Linked DNA regions of Callithrix jacchus: region 2 is linked to region 1. A link is a contact called in public Hi-C data. All regions are on one chromosome and are shown on one strand. Each heading gives the region's core, a stretch centred on a gene start, on an enhancer-like site or on the middle of the called end of the contact. The rest is flanking DNA. Distances are from core to core; before and after follow the strand shown. Region 1 has its middle 68 kb from the start of HES1. Region 2 holds the start of HES1 (hes family bHLH transcription factor 1).

What was found. A called contact is a pair of places that touch in the nucleus more often than the background predicts.
Region 2: a Hi-C map of skeletal muscle shows a contact between it and region 1, with 4 times the contacts expected there. The contact joins the promoter of HES1 here to the enhancer-like site in region 1. A contact is called at or near these places in 2 of 3 Hi-C or Micro-C datasets (both in skeletal muscle).

Annotation. Positions count from the first base shown.
Region 1 is chr15:22,975,315-22,980,902 of calJac240_pri, forward strand. No RefSeq gene overlaps it. Among named protein-coding and RNA genes, the nearest start is that of HES1, 68 kb to the right of the region's middle. Within about 2 kb of position 4,092, at least 13 of the 16 cell types and tissues checked have an H3K27ac peak or open chromatin away from gene starts, as enhancers often do. A contact at or near this core is called in skeletal muscle, where this site is marked.
Region 2 is chr15:23,042,075-23,047,930 of calJac240_pri, forward strand. It overlaps HES1 (hes family bHLH transcription factor 1), which reads left to right and starts at 3,997. Exons shown (of 4, transcript XM_002758207.4): 1 at 3,997-4,335; 2 at 4,475-4,570; 3 at 4,815-4,902; 4 at 5,528-5,856. The coding sequence starts at 4,228.

The DNA of each region.
Region 1 (5,588 bases), core at 2,842-5,341:
TTCATGATAAAAACTCTCAAAAAACTGGGTGTAGAAGGAACATAATAAAAACCATACACAACAGGCACATAGCTAGTATCACACTGACTGGAGAGAAACTGAGAGCCTTCCCTCTAATATCAGGAGCATGACAAAGATGTCCACTTTCACTACTGTTATTCAACATAGTGCTGGAAGTGTTAGCTATATCAATCAGACAAGAGGAAGAGATATAGAGTTTCCAAATTGGAAGGGATGGTGTCAAACCATCCTTGCTGGCAGATGATACGATCTTATATTTGGAAAAACTGAAGACTCCACCAAAAAACTATTAGAACTGATCAACAAATTCAGTAAAGTTGCAGGATACAAAATCAACATACAAAAATCAGTAGCATTTCTATATGCCAACAGGGAACAATCTGAAAAAGAAATCGAGAAAGTAATCCCATTTACAATAGCTATGAATAAAATAAAATACCTAAGAATAAACTAAAGTAGTGAAAGATCTCTATAATGAAAACTAAAACACTGATGCAAGAAATTGAAGAAGACACACAAAAAATGGAAAGATATTCTACGTTCACTGAGTGGAATAAATCTGTATTGTTAAAATGTCCATACTATCCAAAGCAATATATAGACTTAAGGCAATCCCTATCAACATATCAATGGCATTCTTTACAGAAATAGAAAGAACAATTCTAAAATTTATATGGAATCACAGAAGACCCAGAATAGCCAAAGCTATCATAAGCAAAAAGAATTAAACTGGAGGAATAACATTACCTGATTTTAAATTATACTACAGAGCTATATTAAGCAAAACAGCATGGTATTGGCATAAAAACAGACACCATAGACCAATAGAACAGAACAAAGAACCCAGAAACAAATTCATACATATACGGTGAACTCATTTTTGATGAAAGTGCTAAGAACATACATTAGGGAAAGGACATTCTCTTCAATAAATGTTGCTGGGAAAAGTGGATATCCATATGCAAAAGAATGAAACTAGACCCCTGACTGTTGCATATACAAAAATCAAATCAAAATGCATTAAAGATTTAACTCTGAGACCTCAAACTACGAAGCTACCAAAAGGAAACATTGGGAAAGCTCTCCAGGACGTTGGTCTGGGCAAAGGTTTTTTTAGTAATACCTCAGAAACAAAGCAACCATAGCAAAATGGACAAATGGAATCCCATCAAATTAAAAGCTTCTGCACAGCAAAGGAAACAATTAACAAAATGAAGAGACAACCCACAGAATGGGAGAAAATACATGCAAACTAACCATCTGACAAGGAATTCATAACCAGAATAAACAAGAAGTTCAAACAACTTTATAAGAAAAACATCCAATCATCTTAAAATGGGCAAAAAATCTGAATATACATTTCTCAAAAGAAGACAGATAAATGGCAAAAAGGTATACAAAAAGGTGTCCAACATCACTGATCATCAGAAAAATGCAAATCAAGACTGTAATGAGATAAATGTATAATTACAGCTGCCCCAGTTGGGCTTTTATCCAAAAGTCAGACAATAACAAATGCTGACAATGATATGGAGAAAAGGGAACTTTAGTACACTGTTGGTAGAAATGTAAACGAGTACAACCACTACGGAGAACAGTTTGGAGGTTCTTCAAAAAACTAAAAATAGAGCTATTATACAATTCAGCATCCCACTCTTAGGTATACATCCAAAAGAAAGGAAATGAGTGTATCGAAGAGACACCTGCACTCCTATGTTTATTGCAGCACTAGTAACAATAGCCAAGCTACGGAGGCAACCTAAGTGGCCATCAATGGCTAAATAGACAAAGAAAATATGGTACATATATGCAACAGAATACCATTCATCCATGAAAAAGAATGAGATCCTATCATTTGCAAAAAACATGAATGGAACTGGAGGACATTATGTTAAGTGAAATAAGCCAGGCACAGAAAGACAAACTTTGCATGTTCTCACTTATTTGTGGGAGCTAAAATTTAAAATAATTGAACTCATGGAGATAGAGAATAGAAGGATGGCTATTAGAGGCTGGGAAGGGTAATGAGGGGGTTGATAGGAGAGTGGGGATGGATCATGGGCACAAAAAATAGAATGAATAATATGTAGTATTTGCTAGCATAACAGGGTGACTATCGTAAAAAATAATATACATATATTTTTTGAGACAGAGTTTCGCTCTTGTTGCTAAGCTGGAGTGTAATGGCGCAATCTTGGCTCACTGAAACCTCGGCCTCCCGGGTGCAAGTGATTCTTCTGCCTCTGCCTCCCAAGTAGCTGGGACTACAGGCATGCACCACTACGCCCGCCTAACTTTGTATTTTTAATAAAGACAGGGTTTCTCCATGTTGGTTAGGCTGGTCTCAATCTCCTGACCGCAGGTGATCTGCCCGCCTCAGCCTCCCAAAGCGCTGGGTTACAGACATGAGCCACTGTGCCCAGCCTTGTAAAAAATAATTTGATCATACATTTAAAAATAACTAAAAGAGCATAATTGGATTATTTGTAACACAAAGGCTGAATTCGCTTGATGTGATACTCTATTTATCCCATGTGACTATCATGCATTGCATGCTTGTATCAAAATACCTCACGTACCCCATAAATATATACCATCTACTATGTACCCACAAAACTTAAAAACTAAAACACATTAAAAATATTTTAAAAGGAATTATTCCTCCACTCCCAAACCACCTTCAGCAACTACTTCCAGGCACATCCGGCAAAAACTCAGCATTGAAAACCCTTCAAACACACCCAGCATTCAGTCCTCCATAATCTGGCTATATCCCAAGCTTCTCACACGTATTTCCCACCCAGCCATACCCAGCTCCAGGAAGAGCACTCTCACTAGCAACCTATGCTGCCAGCATCTTGATCTTGGATTTCCCAGCCTCCAGAGCCAGGAGAAAATAAATGACTGTTGTTTAAGCCACCGGTCTATGGTATTTTAGCAATCATTCATACGCGCAGGCACGCACGCACGCACACACAGCATCTGCTTTGTGTCAGCTACTATACAAGTCACTTTAGATACAATATCAGGTGATCTCCATTTTACAGATGAGAAAACCGAAGCTCAGATTAAGTAACTCCCCAAGGTCACACATCTGGTAAGATTCCTAGCCAGTGGTAAACTGCCTAACATTCCTTTGCTGGTACATTCAGCCAACAAACAGAGCAGCTGACATATGCAGAGCCCTCGAATTATTATTTGTGTGGACTACAAAAATGAGGGTAATACAGTCTCTATCCTCAGGAAACTCAGGAAGGAGGAGAGGACAGGTAGGTCATGAGTTATAGGGAGCCACAAATGCCATAAACAGGAGCCAGAGTCAAATGGGGCAGGAGAAAGGGGGAGCACTCTGGGCAAATCTGGGGAGGCTTCCACAGAGGAGCTTACAAGCCGGAACACGGTGCAAAAATGAGGGGTGCTGGTAGAGGGCTGGATCCAATGAGGGTTTCACCAACCAGACCTCTCCGGCGGTGCACCCCCAGAAAATCAAGCTGAGGTGACAGAGTGGGACCTCTCGCAGCACGACGCTGAGTTTAGGCAAAGTTGCTGGGGTCCCAAGACCCATGATTTGCCCCCACCCCCATCTGCCCATTCCCAACTTCTCTATGAGGCAGGAGCACAAGGAGGGGCACCATGCTGGAGAGAAGAGCGCCATGTCTTTGGGGCTTGGGTGCTGCAGAAGTTGCACTGAGCGTGGATTCCAACAGGAGCTCTGCCGCCACTCAGCAGGGTGACCTTGAAGCAAGTATCCCCGCACTGCTGGGCTTCAAAGACCTTGCCTGGGTGATGTCTGAGCACATGTGATTCTCACTCAAGCCAGGCTCTAGGCTGTAGTGGAGGCGGTAGCGCGTGGGGTGGCGTTTCTCTCCCTCGCCCGGGGGAAGACTGTTTCTGATTTGGGGGTAGGCAGCGTAGGACCTCCTGTTCAGAGCTCTCTCACCACCGGGCCTGACCTCGGGGCGCCCGGCTGGGGCCAGGAAGGCGTTCGTGTCAGACAACCCCAGTGGGGAAGCCCCCTCTCCTGGGGCCAAACCGCAGCCTCTTGCAGCCACTCGCCCCGGCCCCGTTCGGGAAGAGGGCGGCCCTCCGAAGGCGGCCGCGAGCAACGGGGCCTGGGTCTGTGGACGAGCGTCCCCTAAGAAGTAGAAGCAGTGTGAAGGGCAGGAAAGGGGCCATGCCGGGCTGTTCCTCCTGCCGCCTGCTCCGCGGGTGGCGCCCGGGGCCGGGTGGTAGCGGGGTGTGGGCGGGGAGACGCGGCTGGCGCGGGGGCGGCCGGGCAGGCGGCGCGCGCTCGGAAGTGCCCCCGGGCGGCCTCCGCGGCAGGCGGCTCCTGTTTCCCGGCTCCCGCCCGGGCGGGCGCGGGGCAGCTGCTGGGAGGTGAGCGGAGCAGCGTTTTCCCACAGTCTGGGGCGGTGACACATGGCGCTCACACATTCCACAGCCGGCGGCCGCGCCAGGCCTGGCCGCGAGTCAAGGCAGCGCCAGGAGCTGCCGATGAGCAGGTTCCGACTTTGGCACCCGCCGCGCGGCCTTCCCGCCTTCCCCACGCCCGGCGGGGGCGGAGGAGGACGCAGAGGGGCCCGCGCCGGCGGCTTAACCCTTGGACGTCTAGACACAACTTTGAGCAGCAGTTTATTGAATCTCAGTGTGTGTCTCACCCAGGTGCTGCATAATGTCCAATGCATGCCTGAATGCATGCATGCATGGATGCATGAATGAATGAATGAACGAATGAACGGACGCGCACCCACATGCTAAAGGGAGCCCTTCCTGGCAGGCTCACACAATGCGCCCATGCAACAGCTTTACAAAGCTCCTGACTCCCACTCTGTACTTTTTTTTTTTTAGACAGAATCTCTCTGTCGCCCAGGCTGGGGTGCAGTGGCGTGATCACTGCAACCTCAGCCTCCCTGGTTCAAGCGATTCTCGTGCCTCAGCCTCCCAAGTAGCTGGGATTACAGGCTCGCACCACCTCACGTGACCAGCTAATTTTTGTATTCTTAATGGATGCCGGTTTTCTCCATGTTAGCCAAGCTGGAGAAAGGTGGTGATCCTTCCACCTTAGCCTCCCAAAGTGCTGGGATTACAGTTGTGAGTCACCACGCCCAGCCACTCTGTACATTCTTGAAAGAACCCTGATGTGAGGGGAGATGTTGGCATCCCCAGTTTACAACGAGGAAAACTGGACTCGGAGAAGTGGCTTGCTGGGGTGGCACTGAACTTCTAGATTCAGATAGGAACCACGAAAGAGATGGGGAAGAGAGGGTATTCTCCATCATCTCCCCTCCCACTACTAGACATGGCAGGCCTGGTGGGAGTCAAGGCAGCACTCATGCCTCTACTCCAGCCAGAGCCTGGTGTGAGTGAGCATTACCTGTGCTCAGCAATCACCATTCACCTGAGTCAGTGATGAGGGGGCTTGCCAATCTCTGGCAGGACTCTCCTCCCCACAACTGTTTACTGGATGGGCAATAGAAACCTTAATCACAGCCCATTCTGGCAACAATCTGGCAGAAACAAAAACAATTTGAAAACTGCTTAAAAAAAATAGGCCTTCCAATTTTGGG
Region 2 (5,856 bases), core at 2,747-5,246, 67 kb after region 1:
GAATGGACAGAGGGTGGCATACCCCACTGGTTAATGAGAGCCCACCAGCAGACAGCAGTCAATGTCAGAGCTTAGCAGAGGGTCCACTGGTTCTGAAAGATGGGGGCGGGGGGGGGAACCTGGAAAGGGTTAACATGCTTCTCTGGGAAAGGTTTAGTTCCTTGGAAGAATCTGGGTCAGTTTATTTGGGCAGTTTTTAAAAAGTCAGACGCTCAGTAGAAGCATTTTAAGAAGTTTGGAAAGCTTATTGGGGCCATGGCAGAAAGGAGGGTAACTTCATAGGCTTATCACCTTTCACCAAGAGGAGTTTAACCCCACAGGAAAAACCCATGTTTTCCAAAAGCAACAGACAATTTTCTGTCATCACCACTTTTCCATCTGTTTAAAATAAGAAAGAAAATTCCTTCCCCATTGGCCCAGGTTGCAGGTCAACAAAGGAGGCATTGTTCATCATTTCTTCAGAACATGATAGGGCACAGCTCACTCTGCAGTGTGAGAAAACATTTTTTAAAAATCTCAAGAGAGTAGCCCAAGGGGCAACAGTGAGTAAACCAAGCCTGCAAAGAGGCAAATGTTTAGTTGCAGACTTGAGGACTACCCTGGAAGGTGGAAGTGAGGCTTAGGTGAATACGGTCAGAGCCACAATTCCTTAGTTAAACTCAGGAACTAAATCGGAGTTCCTGAGTTCCTGGTGGGAGGTCGGGAACACTGCATTAAAGGCTAGGCAGGTTTGAGCTGAACTCAGGTCCCAAGGGTGTGCAGTCAACGTCCAGAGGAGCTGGATGTAGATGCCTCTGAGTGTTGGTCTGCACCTGCCTCATAGGAACCTTCTTTACTAGCCTGAACCATCTAACTGCCCGTTCTGCCTCCAAACCGTGCAATCCGCTCTCCCACTTTGCCAGCTCTATCTCTCTAATGGGAAATCCTGATGCCTCTGCTCTGCTCAAGATTATTTCATGGCTCTCCATTATCTAAAGATAAGGTCCAAAGTCCTTTAGCAACACGTTTAAGGAGCTTGTGACACCGCCTCAAGCTGCCTCTTCTAGTCCCTCACATTCCCTCGGCTCCAGACCATCTTCCCTGAATAAAGACCTCAAGTTCCAGAATCCAGGCCTTTAATGCCATGAGTACCTGCATCCTCTCCAGCCCCATGACTCAGCACATTTCCAATGCCCCCATCCTACTTATTTTTCAGGGCACATAGGCCAATGCCTGAAGGAAATTTTCCAAGGTACGCCAACTTAAAAGTAATTTAATTCTCCTGAAACTCCATAGCATTTTACCTCAATCCAGACATATATCTCTCTTGAACCTAGAATTCCCCCAGAGGAATTTACTGGGACATCAGTAGATGTCAGCTGTACACATTTATATGTGTCTCTAGGCTGTTGGCTTCCAGAGGGCAGTAACGTCACCGCTGTAAACCCAAAAAGGCCAGCAATACTGTTATCCATACATGTGCGGTTTCATATTTTGTTTCTGTCCTCCTGATCTCTCCGGCCACCACCTAACTCAGAAAAGCAAGGAAAAATAAAGCAATGTCCGGTCATCAATCAGAAAATCAGCGTCTGTCCACCCCGCAGCTCACTGTAAACTTCTTGCAGGCTGCCACTGTCTCTCTCATCGTGGAAATCCCAGGGTTTAACACAGTGTGTGACACTGCGCGTGTGTTCCACAATGGAAGAAAGAGGGGGGCTTGCCCAAGGTCACCCAGAGTCAGGAACCACCGAATCTCATCCGGGACCAGATCTGGGGAAATCATTTACAACATTATCTCAGTGGGGAGCTCGGAGGCAGGAAGGAATGAAGTGTATGAGAACTGTGCGCCAGACCTCCGGGACGCGGAAAGGGCTGAAAGGGCGGGGGGGGCACATCAAACAAGACGCTGGGCTCCCGGGCTGCCTAGAGCCGCGAGCCCAGCTCCCGGGCGGCGGGAAGGGCGCGGGGGGAGGCGGTGTGAGGGCACGGGGCCGGCGACCCGGGCAGGCGGGCAGGAGGCGGCCGGCCGGCCCAGGCAGTGCGCGCCGCCCGCCCGGCTCGGCAAATCCCCCAGGGAGGCCGCCGCCAGAGCCCTGGCGCTCCCGGCCCGGCGCCCGCCACGTGGCACCCGGCGGCGGCGGCGGCGGCTCCTCCCGGCGCGCGGCCCGGCCAGCAGGCAGCACGCAGCCGCCCGCGCCGCCCGCCTCCTCCCGGCCGCCCGCCGGCGGCCTACCGGGCGCAGTGAGGGGGAGCGGCCGGCCGCCCGGGACCCGGGGAAGGGACGGGCGGCGCGAAGCCGCTTTAACCGCAGTCGCCGAGCGGAGGCAGGAGGCTGACCCGGCCGCTTCCTAAGTGCGGTCAGGCATCCCGTGACCGCGGCGGGCGCCTAGGGCCCCGCGGGGGGAGGGAGAAGGTGGGGGCCCGGAGCAAACACGGAGGCCCCCACCTCGTCCCCAGGCTGCTGCAAGTGAGGCTTTCGGCCGAGTGAAAACCCCAAGCCCGAAAGTAAGGGTGGTGGGGGGGGATGGAAGAATTCCCCACTCTCCACCAGGGGTGTGCGCTCCCCGCCCGGAAGAGCTGACCTTGGCCTGGGGAGGCGGGGGTAGGGAGGGAGGGTAAGCGTCGGGGCTCGGCTCCCAGCCCGCCGCCCCCTCGGATTCCTGGCCCACAGGGCCGAAGGAGGGGGCCCCGGACACACACACACACACACACCCCACACACGCAGCGCGCGCCAATGAGCCCGGGCCCGGCGCAGGGGGCGGGGTTTTCCCAGGCTCGAGCACAGCAGCTGCTATTTACCTTCTTGGCTTCTCCCGGGGACCAGGAACCGGCCCCCGCTCTCCGCCGCCCGCCGCCGCCCCCCGCCTCCCTGCCCCCGGGGCGCGCGCACACACACTCACACACACGCACGCACGCACACATCCTCCCGGCCCGGCCGCAGCCGCGGCGGCAATAAAACATCCTGGCACGTGCTCCGGCTCCAGGCGCGCCCACGCCGGCCGGCTGATGTCAAACTGCAGCTCGGCTGGTGTAGCTCTTAAAGGGCCCGCGCGCGCCGGGCGCCGAGACCGCCCGCGGGGCGAGGAGGGAGAGGCTCTTCCTTGCCCGCCACCTCAACGCGCCGCAGAACCTAGAGCCTACAGATGAAAAGGGAAACGGTGGTGAAGGAGGGAGCAAGTCCCTGAGGCATTGCCATTAGAGCCTCCCTTGTTCATTTTTTCATTTTTAGATACCACTTCCTTCCACCCAGTTGGAAATTAATCTGATTGTTTCCTGGGGAAGCGCGTGGTCTAAGGCCCCAATTCCAGAAGAGGAATTTCTGAAAGACGGGGCGGCGGTGGGGTGGGGCAGGGATTCAAGGACTACTTCTATCCGAAAAAACCTGCATTTTAAGTTAGAAGCATTTTTTCCTTTTTCTGCATGCAAAAGGAAAAAAAATTTTGGCCCTTTTCCTGCATGATCTACTCTCACCCTCCTGAATGTATAAATTCTGAGCGGGAACTTATTTAGATGCGTTGGTAACTCACACCCTTACACGCGTTTCTCCCCCCACCCCCGCTTTTAACCACTGCTATTATTTTTTTCTGCACTTAACACTTTAAAAATATATATATGCTTCAAATGAACTTACTACAGTCAAAGCCGCTCTGTTACATATGAGAGAGGGCATAAAGAGCAAAGACCCTGGCTCCAGAAGAAACAGACAAGACCAAAACCAAGCGGAAAAAAGAAAAAAAAAAATAACCCCTTAACCAAAGCCCAGAGGGAGAGTAGCAAAGGGTTAAAATCCTTTTGATTGACGTTGTAGCCTCCGGTGCCCTAGGCTCAGGCGCGCGCCATTGGCCGCCAGACCTTGTGCCTGGCGGCCAATGGGGGGGCGCGGTCCACGAGCGGTGCCGCGTGTCTCCTCCTCCCATTGGCTGAAAGTTACTGTGGGAAAGAAAGTTTGGGAAGTTTCACACGAGCCGTTCGCGTGCAGTCCCAGATATATATAGAGGCCGCCAGGGCCTGGGGATCACACAGGATCCGGAGCTGGTGCTGATAACAGCGGAATCCCCCGTCTACCTCTCTCCTTGGTCCTGGAACAGCGCTACTGATCGCCAAGTAGCCACAAAATATTACAATAAACCCTTAGCACTTGCTCAGTAGTTTTGTGAAGGTCTCAAGTAACAGAGACATAAACAAAATTATTTTTCTTGAAGAACTCCAAAAATAAAATTCTCTAGGGATTAAAAAAAAAAAAGGAAAATGCCAGCTGATATAATGGAGAAAAATTCCTCGTCCCCGGTGGCTGCTACCCCAGCCAGTGTCAACACGACACCGGATAAACCAAAGACAGCATCTGAGCACAGAAAGGTAAGGGCGGTACCTGTATCTCTCTGCAGCCCCTCAAAATTAAGTAGGGATTGGGGGGCTTCTTTCTGTCTAGAAAACCGGGGACGAAACGGCATATCCCATGAGAACTCAGAGCTAATTTTTTTTTATTTATTTGCAGTCATCAAAGCCTATCATGGAGAAGAGACGAAGAGCAAGAATAAATGAAAGTCTGAGCCAGCTGAAAACACTGATTTTGGATGCTCTCAAGAAAGATGTAAGTGGGGAAATGCTGTTCTTTCTTTTAATTAAAAAACAACTTCCTCAGCTACTGAGAGTGACACCCCCCGCCCGCGGTTTCTAGCACTCGCCGGTACTGCGTTCTCCTAGGCGGGAGGGCTCGGCCTTTTTCGCTGCGGTCCCTAGATGTGTCTGCGCTCCGTGGCCGGGAGGAGGGACCCCCAGTACTCTGAAGCAGCTGACACGGGGCTCACTTTCCTTCCTTGCCTCCTCCTATGCAGAGTTCGCGGCATTCCAAGCTGGAGAAGGCGGACATTCTGGAAATGACAGTGAAGCACCTCCGGAACCTGCAGCGGGCGCAGATGACGGGTGAGGGCAGCTTGCCGCGCCCCCCTGTGCGGGCGTCCCGCTCGCCTCGCGGTGATTTCTTCCAGACTTCCGCCCGTGGTTGTGAGAGGCATTCAGCTACATTTTACTGCCTTGGCTCACTCTCGCGTTCCCACGGTCTGGGCTTATTTATAGCCACAACTCCAAGTTGTTACTGTTCCGGAAGGGAGGGAAAAAGGTTGAAGCTGCGAGGGTGGCGGGCGGCGGGTAGGGGCGAAAGGACTTAGGGCTGTGGCGGTTTGGAACTGCATGGAGCCTGGGGGTTAACTGGGTTAGCACTCCCTCTCGTTGCAGAAGGGGAAATGAGGCCCGAATGATGGATTGGGAGGCATTGTCCAAGGTCACGTCACGCGCAGGGGTGGGGGTGACAGATTTGGGGCTGAGATAGGTTTTAAATGCAGCGACAGGGAATCGGGAAGGAGTGGCTCAGCTTTGGCTGCCACGCTTGTGTGGAGAGGTGGCTGGTTTCTCATCCAATCCTCCCTGCCAGAGGCAGTTTCACGGGCGCATGGTCAGGGAGGCGCGCCACAGGGACCTCCCAGGGCGGAGGCAGTGGCCACGGGGCCAGGGCCGTTCGGTGACCCGTCTGTGTCCTTCTGGCCCGCAGCTGCGCTGAGCACAGACCCGAGCGTGCTGGGGAAGTACCGCGCCGGCTTCAGCGAGTGCATGAACGAGGTGACCCGCTTCCTGTCCACGTGCGAGGGCGTTAATACCGAGGTGCGCACTCGGCTGCTTGGCCACCTGGCCAACTGCATGACCCAGATCAATGCCATGACCTACCCTGGGCAGCCGCACCCCGCCTTGCAGGCGCCGCCGCCGCCCCCACCAGGACCGGGCGGTCCACAGCACGCGCCATTCGCGCCGCCACCGCCGCTCGTGCCCATCCCCGGGGGCGCGGCGCCCCCTCCCGGCGGCGCACCCTGCAAGCTGGGCAGC